2 separate regions of the Mus musculus genome follow, and region 1 is linked to region 2. Evidence: chromatin contacts called from public Hi-C data. All regions are on one chromosome and are shown on one strand. The core of a region is the stretch at or near the end of the contact, and the rest is flanking DNA. Distances in the headings are between cores, read along the strand shown.

The links. Hi-C and Micro-C count contacts between places; a contact is called where the count stands out from the background.
Region 1: a Hi-C map of bone marrow-derived macrophages shows a contact between it and region 2, with 31 read pairs. The contact joins two enhancer-like sites. A contact is called at or near these places in 1 of 39 promoter capture datasets (the C10 cell line), 1 of 15 datasets of contacts at CTCF or cohesin (the NIH/3T3 cell line), 14 of 484 Hi-C or Micro-C datasets (CD8 T cells, LSK cells, bone marrow-derived DN2 thymocytes and 11 more) and 10 of 115 datasets of contacts at active chromatin or transcription factors (T-cell acute lymphoblastic leukemia, acute myeloid leukemia, bone marrow-derived macrophages and 6 more).

The regions. Positions count from the first base shown.
Region 1 is chr16:25,040,061-25,045,390 of GRCm38.p6, forward strand. No RefSeq gene overlaps it. Among named protein-coding and RNA genes, the nearest start is that of A230028O05Rik, 17 kb to the right of the region's middle. Within about 2 kb of position 2,406, at least 137 of the 459 cell types and tissues checked have an H3K27ac peak or open chromatin away from gene starts, as enhancers often do. A contact at or near this core is called in bone marrow-derived macrophages, where this site is marked.
Region 2 is chr16:24,897,370-24,902,940 of GRCm38.p6, forward strand. All of the region lies in intron 10 of Lpp (LIM domain containing preferred translocation partner in lipoma), which reads left to right. Among named protein-coding and RNA genes, the nearest start is that of Gm22672, 16 kb to the left of the region's middle. Within about 2 kb of position 1,877, at least 4 of the 459 cell types and tissues checked have an H3K27ac peak or open chromatin away from gene starts, as enhancers often do. A contact at or near this core is called in bone marrow-derived macrophages, where this site is marked.

The DNA.
Region 1 (5,330 bases), core at 1,156-3,655, 140 kb after region 2:
TCATGGAGGCGGCCAACTGCTCAAGCAGCAGAATGTGATGGTGGAGAAGACGGTGGGAATGCCTGGGCCCGATGCCACACCTATTATCTAAGCCTCCTGCCTGAGATGGGGGAGGAGTGGGAGGGGCCAGCCAGACTTCACAGAATGTGGGAGGTGGGAGGAGGGGCGGGCAAAAATGGGAGGTGAGATGCCTGCTCAGATTTCTTTAGCTGCGGAGTCCTAGAAAGTTAGAGATGGGAGCGCTCATTCAGTAACAGCCCTTACTACACACTTTTCATTTCCTCTTCTTCATTGCCATTATGCACAGGGTGCTGTCACCTCTTGCTCCTTGCTCCCTGAAGGATCTCCCTGCCTTCTCTTTTATTTTATCTTCCTTCTCAAAATCAGGTCGTACAAGACAGCCAGAATAAGATTTCTAAAATACGAACGTGGTCCCTTGGAGTAGTTCCTCCTCATTGTTTTTGAGAGGAAAAAATGTAAGCCCTAAAGCCCAACATGTTTCAACCTAAGAGTCGTGATCCTTTTGGAGGTCGAATGGTACCTAAATAGGGGTAGCCTAAGACCATAAGAAAATACACATATTTACATTACGATTCATAACAGTAGTACAATTACAGTTATGAAGTAGCAACAAAAATAACTTCATGATTGGGGATCACCACCCATAAGGGAGGACTGTATTAAAGAGTCACAGGATTAGGACGGTTGAGAATCGATAGTCTAGACGAACATACATGTTCCTAGGGAACACCACTTTGTGCCCCTTCTCTCAGCCCACATTTTGTAGTCATTGGGGGGACTCTTTCTGAAAATTCCCCAATTCCCTGCCTTCCATATTTCTTCTTCTGTGTTCCTTTTCTTCCTTGTCCAAGAAGTTCATGGCTTTTAAATCCTAATTTAGGTAAAAGCTCTCTTAGGAGCCCCTCTAGACCTGCACTTACCGGCCTCTGCTCCAAGACCTGCGGTGTAACCGCTACCAGAGCTTTCACCTTCTGAGTTGGTCCTTACAAGCCTCACCTTCGACACACTGGGATTTCGGGGGATGAGGGATTGTTCTGCTGCCGGAAGCAAGACTGATTTCGACAACAGATGTTTTAGCGATCTCCGGAATCATTTTCCGCCGAGGTATTCCACATTGCCTTCAGCTGAGACTTGGTCAAGGAAAGCTATGCATACAAACTACCTGAATGGAGGAGCCTTGTCTTTAAGCAGGCCTAGAAGGAGGAAGCGACTCGCTGGTGACCACAGAGAGGGAAGACCAGGGACTTGCACCCTTGACTCCCACACCAGCACCCCACACAGGTTTAGTAGTTTCAGCCAACTCTTTCCTGTCAGAAAGACGCACTCTATCGACAGGGGAATTGTGCAAGGGCAAAAGAAATCAGTTTCTCTGGTGTGCCAACTTCCCAAGCTTGTGAAATTCCTGGATTTGTGGATTGGGGAACTGAGAGACATGCCATGTGGAGTCGGCAATGGGCAAGTAGGCCTATCTGAGATGTACTGAGACTGGCAGCAGAAGGGCTTATTTAGGGAACAAAAATAAAATTATATATGATACTCTACCTCAGGTGGGTATGTTAGCTATGTGGGGTTTTTTGTATTATTATTGTTGTGTTTTAATTTTTTTTTTTTTTTTTTTTTTTTTTTTGGCCAGACGGTGGCCAACAGACTTCCAGAATATTCCTTGTTCAAGCACGTAGGAAATCCCTGCCTGTGTTGGTCTTGGGGAGGGAAGTTTGGCTATGAGCAATTTTTCCTGAAAAATCAAAACAGCTCTTCCAAGTGGGCCCTGCTTCCAGGGGCAGTGTGAAGCTGGGCATGCTTCCCTGTGCCTGAGTGTGAGCATGAAGGTATCCGGAGGAGGGAAGGGTGTCTGAAGGTCAGGCTGCTGGGAATCCAAACCTCCAAGCCTGATTTACAGCCCTGGGCCTCAGGTCTCCTCCCACTCAGCCCACAAAATCCCCCAATTTTCTTCTCTGTGAGCCAGCACTCTTCAGAGCTGGGAAATGAGATCTAAGCAGTGGCTTTTTTCTGGGCTTACGTACGCTATGGATTCTTCCCTGAGATGGTGGCAGAGAGGAAGGGAAGTGGTTCTTGAAAGTGTGGGCAGAACACTGGGGTGAGTCAGAAAACAGCAGCCAGCCTGCAACAGGCTGGAGACCATCCAGCCTCACGCTCTCCTTGGCTCCCTTTCTTTTTGATTTCCTCTCTTATTGTGACTTTCAAATAAAATCTTATAGGGAAACCCAACATACTAAACTTAACAACAGAACTGCTCCAAGCTACAGAGGATCAAGGATCAAGTTCTGCTTCTTTGTTCTTTCCCCGAGCATCTGCCAGGATGGAGCCTGTGTGTTCCCTGCCTGGATCTCTTGGCTTCATGGAACACAGCTGCATAGCTCTGCTGTGATCCAACACCAACATGTAAGACATGGGATGATTGATGCTCAGGAAGGTGGTGAGTCTCACTTAAAGTCACACAGGGAACTAGGGGGCCAGTTGGTGCACCTAGAGACCCCTGGCTTTCCTCTTCCTCCTCCTCTTCCTCCTCCCCTCCCTCCTCCTCTTCCTCCTTCTCCTTCTTCCTCTCTTTTTCTTCTTCCTCCTCCTCTCCCTCCTCTTCCTCTTCTTCTTCTAGTCGTCTGTATGGGATGCCATGTGGGCTCTGTAAAGACCTTAGGTTAAGCAATGAGTAAACCTCATTTTCAGTAAGGAAAAAGTCAGTGCTTCGAATTTCTAGGTTTATAGCTCCAAGAAATCAGCTCCTTCAGTCTGGCTGTTAGCCCAACTTCCATACCCCCAGGGAGTGGTTCTTCTCTTCAAACTTGGAGCCAGCAGTCCCCTTTCACTTCCTTGCACATATCATTTCTCCTGGGCTGGGCTTCTGCCTCCTTGTTGCTATAAAGTGAAACGAGAATGCATTTCTTTTTCTTTACCCTAGCAGGACTCGACCTGCCTCTGAGCCTGGCTCAGGTATGAAGATGTGCACCTACTCCTAGCTTTGTAAGCCAAGCTCTGCCTGAATCCCTATCCACTTGTTCCCAACTATGCTGACCACAAACGCTCTGCTTAGCACCCAGGACTTCACTAGCATGTTTCTCACACAGACTACCATCTCCATCTTTTGGCTACCCTTAACATTCCCCTGACAAGCCTTTCATGTCTACAAGTGTTTGAAGCAGTAGTGTGGAGATGGGAGGGGCTGGCTGCACTTGGCTGTTTCAGGCTCTCCAGTCTTTGTATTACAGCTATTCTAAGCCAATCCCACAGCCCTACGGAGCTGTGGTTTCCAACTGTGAGCTCCTAAACTCTGTGTCAGAAGAGCATCGCAGCGAAGATGTTCATCCAGTTCAGCAGAGGTCAGATGAGACTCTCAGGTTTGTTCTCATAGACTATAGCTGTCTAGTCAAGCCCAGTCATGCCACTGAGCTGAATCTTTTCCCTTTCCCTAAATGTTACAAGATCCATGGATTTTCTTTTCCCCCTCCCTCACCAAACCACTACTTACCCAGAATGCTCCAGGGCATCTCAAACTCTGAGACTTAAAAATCTATGCCTGATCGCTTTCTCTCCCTTTGTCTCTCTGTCTCTCTCTCTGTCTCTCTGTCTCTGTCTCTATTTTCCTGTCCCAAGACTATGGCTGTCACCCTGCTGACAGACAAATACAGTTCTAGAAAACTATTTTAGATATTCTCATCTGCCCTGCTGTGTCCAGCTGCCCCCTCAGAATACAGGTGTCAGAATTAGATCCTCTTGGCTGTTGCCAAAAACCAGGGAAAACCAAATACCTGTCCTCTGAAAGAGACTGGCATAAAAGAGGTCTGGGCAGTGGTCTCTGTATTTACCACATATGACAGTTTGGGATATAGATTCAAACGCTGACATTTCTACCTTGAAGACAACACTGGGACCAATATTCCCCATTCTCAACGCACTGCTTCTGAGAGCCTATATGATGCCCTTTCTTCTAAGACCCATCCTTGCCACAGACCACATGGCAATCCATTTTGTGACCTACCACAGTTGTCCAAAGAAGGCACCAGGAACCACGATCCTTTTGAGGAAGCCAAGACTATCCCCACCGTGCCTCTGCAAGGCTGAGCTAGGAGGCAAGTATGATACTGGTTGGAGAGTTTCAGTATGTGAGATTGGGAAGATCCATCCTGGGTATTGCAGGTCCCCAAAGAAGTACCCTGAAGTAGAGCAGCTAAGAGTAGATGGGAGAAGGCAAAACCCTATCCGACTCCCTAATTCCAGCTGCTACTATTGCTGATCTTCTGTATTAAAGACACCCTAACCTCCCAGAAGCTAAAAGCTCACTAGGGATGGATAAATACTTCAGAGAGTGAGGTGTGACTGGCCTAACCCTCTGGCCTAGTTTAGTCTAGAGCTTAGTCCTTACACTGGCATGCAAGGTCTTACATCCATGAGGTATAAAGACTGAGAGCTCAGACAGAAGTTCTGGACCTTGATCCATCCCCCTCACCTCTCATAACCCAGGATTTCTCTTGAAAGCACTGTGTGAACACTTCCCCCATCAGACAGCTAGGTTCAGTTAGAGGCCAATAACCATTTCCTAGAATCAGTCAGCCCCCAATTCTGAGCCCACCTCTGAAGGTCAGGCCCTGGGAGAAAGCCCAGGTTTTAAAGTCATGGCAGCTGTCTTAGGGAGGAGGCTGTGGGGAGTGACACATGGCCCTTCTGGCCTTGCTTTCGAGATCACAGCCATATGATGCATTCTATTCTAGAGTAATAAGATGGATTTTTAACAACTAGGACAAGAGGCAGGGAGCCAGGATTCTTCCCCTAGGTGTACCCCGAAGCTGCTGAGTTAGCTGTTTCCTGATTCAAAGTTCCAGATGAGGAAGAAAAAAAACAACGTCTCCTTCTTTTTCCAACCCAATGTATGCTGGCAGAAATTGCTCAGAATGTACAGAGCCATAGATTTTTTTTTAAAAGTCTGTTCTGCCTCCAGGGTCTCCCTCTAGCCCCATAGCAATTCTATATAGTCAGTGAGGCAGGGTTATTTTTAATCTCACCGCAGAGCAGGCTATGGTCTGCAGAAGTGATGGGTTTGGTCACCCAGGTACCTGGCAAGAGAGGGAGATCCATGGCACAGGGCACCCTGCTTCACCCACAGTTCGTAGCTTCTCCTTCATCTCAAGTTCAAACACTGATAGTAAATACTACTGATATGGTATCATTTCCAGTATAGTAGTCGTTGTATTTCACAACAGTGATTAGATTCATTCATTGTCACATGAATCCTTTTAGAGCAGTCTGTAGTCACTGCCGACCCCACCCCCAATCTAGTGGCAGTGTTCCTCAGC
Region 2 (5,571 bases), core at 627-3,126:
GGGGCTGGTGAGATGGCTCAGCAGTTAAGAGCACCGACTGCTCTTCGTAAGGTCCTGAATTCAAATCCCAGCAACCACATGGTGGCTCACAACCATCCACAACAAAAATCTGATGCCCTCTTCTGGAGTGTCTGAAGACAGCTACAGTGTACACACATATAATAATTAATTTAAAAATTTTTTTTAAAAGATACATTGACTGTATAATAAAGAAATTTATTTTCCCGATATCCATAAAATATTTAGAAAAACATTTATCAAATCAAAATCTAAAAGGAAAATACATATGGTACACCAGTTTAGTCCTACATCTTGGGAGGCTGAAGTAGGTATGTTGCAAGTTCATGGCCACTCTTGATTACATAGGGAAACCCTGTCCAAAAGGAAAAAGCAAACAAATTCTGAAAGGGAACTGTAGCTGAATCCAGCAGTTGACTAGCCAAGATAACAGCCGAGAAATGAAAAGTTAAGTAAACAAACACCCTGCTTGTGCAGACTGCTTCAACTACGGAAGGAAGATGATAATGCCTGCCAGACAGAGGACGTGGATGGAGGTCTAAGTCACAGAAGCCACTGTAAGGAGAGTACAGAAAATACCTTGATGCTCATAGGAGATGCTGCCTAAAGAAGGGGTGGGATGCAGGCCATTCATGACAAGTTGTTGGTAACTGAAAAAAAATTCTAGGATATTCTATAACAGTGAATTCAAGGCCAGCTGAGGTTAGAAAAGACCCTGTCTCATGGGGAAGGGTCGGAGGTGGGTGGGAATTAATGAATGCGGTACAAATAAATCTAGACAAATGTTACAAACTGTGGGGGTGAAAAAAGTGTGGGCATAACTATAGACCATTTCCTTTCTCTCCACTGAACCTAGGCTCCTTTGCTCTGAGTAAAATGCTTTAATCCTAGTACACTTTTTCTCAATGTAGCCTTGCTAACATGCACAAAACCTTAATTTCAAAACCCATGCTTCATAAACCAGGTATGCTAGCACATACCTGTAACTACAGCCAGGGAGGTGAAGACAGGGTGATTAGGAGTTCAATGCCAGCCAGGGGTGCAGTAGACCTTCCCTCAAAAAAAAAAAAAAATCACATGTTTCATAGGAAAGATGCTTTTTCTGTAAATCTAAAATATGCAAGGGGGGGGGGGGACCCTCAACCTCACCAATGTAGATGAAAGTCAGAAGTGCTACCTGAGAAAAGGCGAGGAAATGTCACTAACAGGGTTTCTCCTATCTTCAAAGAACAAATGATGCCTGCAGTGTCTCCACCCTCAGCCTTCTGAGACCCTAACTTAGCCTGCCTCAGGGAGGGAGTGCTAATCTAACTGCACATGTGGAGAAAGCCTAAAAGAAATGTTGAGTTCAGTGCTGCGTGATAAATTGGAGTGGTAAAGTGAATGCCACATAGTAAAATATTCTCAATTATTTGATGAGTGCAATATTTGAACAATATTAGCAGCCTTTAAAATACTTGGTTTAAACTCATATAGCACATTGGGGCAGGGAGAGAATATGAGTGTAATTCTCTCCATGGATACGTTTCACTGAAATGATACTTCATAAATTTGTTACAAATTTTTTAGGATTTAATTATTCTAAAGAGTGTGTGCGTGCTTGCATGCATGCATACATGTGTGTGTGTGTGTGTGCATGTGTGTGTACGTGTGCATGTGCGTGATGGGTGTACCATGCTGGTAGATGTCAGAAAAGGGCATCAAATCCCCTAGAACTGGACTTACAGGTGTTTGTGAGCCTATGTTTTAGGAACCAAACCCAAGTTCTCTGCAAGAGCAGCAAATACTCCTAACAGCTGAGCCACGTCTCCAGCCTATCATGCCTTTTTTTAAAAACAAGCAACCACCCCAGCACAAAGCCAGCTCTAAATAAAATGAGGAAACTAGTTTAGTTGAATAAGGCCAGCCTTCCTACCCTTGAATCTAGGAATGTGCACGATCATCTCTTATATTTGTATTTTTCTAAACATGCTTTTTAACTTTTGAAGTAGGACTATGAAAACAAAAAGAAAAGAAAAGGCTAAATGCATATATGTTTGCACAATTATGTAGGTTTTATTTTTTTGACACAGACATAACAAATAATATAAAGGTCCACATACTTGTTACCCGGTTTAACAAAAAACTATTAGAAATGCACTGGATTCTTTGTTCTCATCACAGTCCCCAAACTTCCTTCTGTCATACCCATGGGGTTCTAATGCACATCTTTGCAGTGTGCACTGTTGTTTACATGCAGGGTTTCATAGCTGTAAATATAGAACATATAAACATTTATAGACAATGGTAGACTATAAAACATGATTAAATCTAAAGTGGTAGGACAAAGCCTAAAAAGCTGACAAGATAAAAGTTACAAGGTTAGATTTAAAGAATACATGAGAGATAGCCCTTCCATAAAAGCCGTAAGAAAAACTGAGCAACTAGGCAACACTGGAAATTGTGTCTGTGTAACGGAATTTAGGGTGCTTTGGAGCCCGCCTGACACTTGTATGCCACTCTTAGAGCCACTCATTCATAATCAGCAGTATGTCCAATCTATGGCTACCTTTTCTAATGATATAGCTCTGTCCTCCTGTGGACACTGGGCAGTACTTTACTGACAGAGAAGCTGAAGCACATACCTCCTAGTTGACTGACCAGAGCAACAGGAAGTCCTTATTGATAACATTTATAACATTTCCCCCTAACTCTTATCCCAAAGTATACCAATTTCTATTGTATTTGAATAAGAACATTTAAGGCCCAGAAGGAACTAAAATTAAAGAAGTACTTTAATTCAGTGCTGTTGTTTTATGGCTGGAAAAGCTAACAGCCAGAGAAAGTTTGTTGATTTGCCTGAATTCACATGTTTGGCAATGGTAGAAGCATGAATAGAAACCAAGAGCCTTGGTGGTACCTTCAGAGACCCTCCCTCTTTAGGAGAGTTTTGAAATAACTAAGCCTATGTGTCTACAGAGACAGAGTGATCCCTGGGGAAAGCTGGACTCTGCCCACTTCAGTAGGACCGTGAACCAGGACAGCATTTGCTTCAGCTCTGACCAGAATGAAGGGTCTCGTATTTCCAGGTTCAGTGCCTCTGAAATGTTATGCTAGAACCTTCTTCCTGCCCCAGTTTGTTTATTTTTAAATGAAGCATGAACTCACCAGCCAGTGTTTGACAGAGTTTGGATGAATGTCAGCATCAGGCCACTGCAATAATGGTTTAAGATTTATATTTAAATATAATCCCATTACTTATACACTTCATTAGGCTGAGTGAATTGCTGGCTGTGGTTCAGCAAAGTTCCTACTTTAAAGATAAAGGATGGAAAGAGAATAGGAAAGGAGCCTCTTTATTCCTTGTTTTCTTTCTTATTCATCTTGCAGCTCTTAATGGACAGAAGGACAATAGTTAGCCATCTACAGCGTAACGTCTGCACTGCCGAAGCCCTCTGAACTGCTCTGCACCACCAGAACAAATTGTCCATAGCTTTAAATTTCCTATAAGTAGAAAAAGAAAGGAGTGGACTTGGAGGGGGGAGGGGGGACTAAGCTATAAAATTCTACCTTGAAACTCTGTCTGAAATGAGCTCCTGGGTCCTCAGTAATATAACCTTTCACTTGGGGTTGGAAAATACAAAAGGAAATGAGTGTAAAGATGGAGAAAATCAAATTACAACCAGCCACCATTCAGCATCTACTCTGTTTCTTTAGCTTCCGTTTCTGAACATATAGAATGACAGTTTCTCCTTACCTCTCGTGATCACACAGTGAAAAAACATTCCGAGAGGGGGGCTGAGCTAGAGTCAGTAAGGTGTGCGTTTGATTGTTTGTATGTGTATGTGTGTGCTTGAATTTTCTTTTTAACTGGGTAATTGCACTAGGCCAGAGTCCAAGGCCCATGAGCAAAGCCTTCAAAAGAGGTCTTCCTTGACTTGTGTCTCTAGCTCACATTGCCTTCCAGCCTCTGGCACACTCCTGGACCCCGATGGTCTCAGAGCTCAGGGAATATGAGGCCTTGAGGTCCTCAAAGCTTGATTTTTACAGCATGAGTCAAAGGTCATCTGCTTTCAATCACTGGCTGTGTTCATTAAACAAATACGTTCTAGACCCTCCCAAGTCCCTGTACAGGAGGACAAGAGCATAGCACATTCTGTAAGCCGAGGGTCAAGGAAGGCCTGTAGTTTGTATGTATACAAAGATCTGAGATCCATGCCCTAGTCTTTGACCTCACATGAAAAATGACTCCAGGTTTCTTCTCCTTCCCTCTCTTCCACGAGACTTGTTTCCAGTAGCCTCCTGTGAACATTGACCTCAGAAGCTTCTCTCTCTGCCCTGGTCTAGGCTGCTGGCTCCCTTGTGTCTCTTCCCATCTCTCTCCCTCAAACATCTGAATTAAGCAGCCTTCAGAAACTTTCTTGGACAAGACTTTTAGCATTTTGTTGTTTTTCCTGAGGTTTTGCTTTTATTTTTTTTGAGAGAAAAAAAAATGCTAACATGAAGTTAGCTGGGTAGTTAGCTAGGAAGGGGCTGGGAGGAATTATGAGAGGGGATCAGAATAGCTGAAAACAGATTTTAAAAATTAGGTAAAATTAAAAAATAACTATGGGAAGTTTTTCAACTATATGTGGGTTTTCTTGAACGTTCAATGTCCTTTTTACCAACAACTGCATAGGGCTGAACCTTACTATAAGTGATATAAAATTTGTGGCTTCTTGGCATATTCCTTAATGATGTAAATCCTAATAGAATATATAAAGGCAGAGAGGTCACATGTGACTCACCCCTGTTGGGTTTTATGGTTTTTTTTTTCAATGTTTATCACAGCAGGTGATCCTATCATTGCTTTGAGAGATGAAGGTTGGAAGGGGACAAGCTTCATGCCAATGTCTCCTCACAGGGTTTGGCTTATATCCTGTTTGTTTGCCCTCTGTGCACTTGAACTTGAGACTCTCTGAAATGGAAGGGAACAGGAAAACTTGGCAACAGGAGCCTATGTGCAGTCATTGCTGGATATAAACATGAACAATTGAGAGAGAAGGCGTGAGAGTGAAGCAGGCTGTCTAGTTTCCAGCCCAAAAACTATCACATGAGCTGTGGTGTTCAAGGTCAAGTGCACAGATTTTCCCCACACAGCAAAATTACCAGGAGTTTGATCAGAAGTTCTCTTATGTGCTGAATGTGACAGGCCACTTCCCTCCCATAACCCGGTTCACAAAACCAATAAAAAAAGTTCATAGCTAGTTAACTTCCAGGACCCCTTTAGCACACTTCCCTGCAGAGGAAGGCGTGTCAGCCCCAAATGATGCCATCATTCCTGTAGAGCAGGTTCCTTTTTCCTTATCTTACAGAGATGTAATATATGGGGATGTAATATATGGGGATGTAATATATGGGGAGTAACAGTGCCTAACACGGGAAAATCTGCCTGAAACGTCTCCATTGCATGACTGAACCAACTACTCTAAAGCAATCTGGATGTATTGAATGCATATATTTTGTGATATTTTGCATTGGACCAAGTATTTTTATATAAATAGTAAACACCTTCCTTAACAGTTATTACATGTT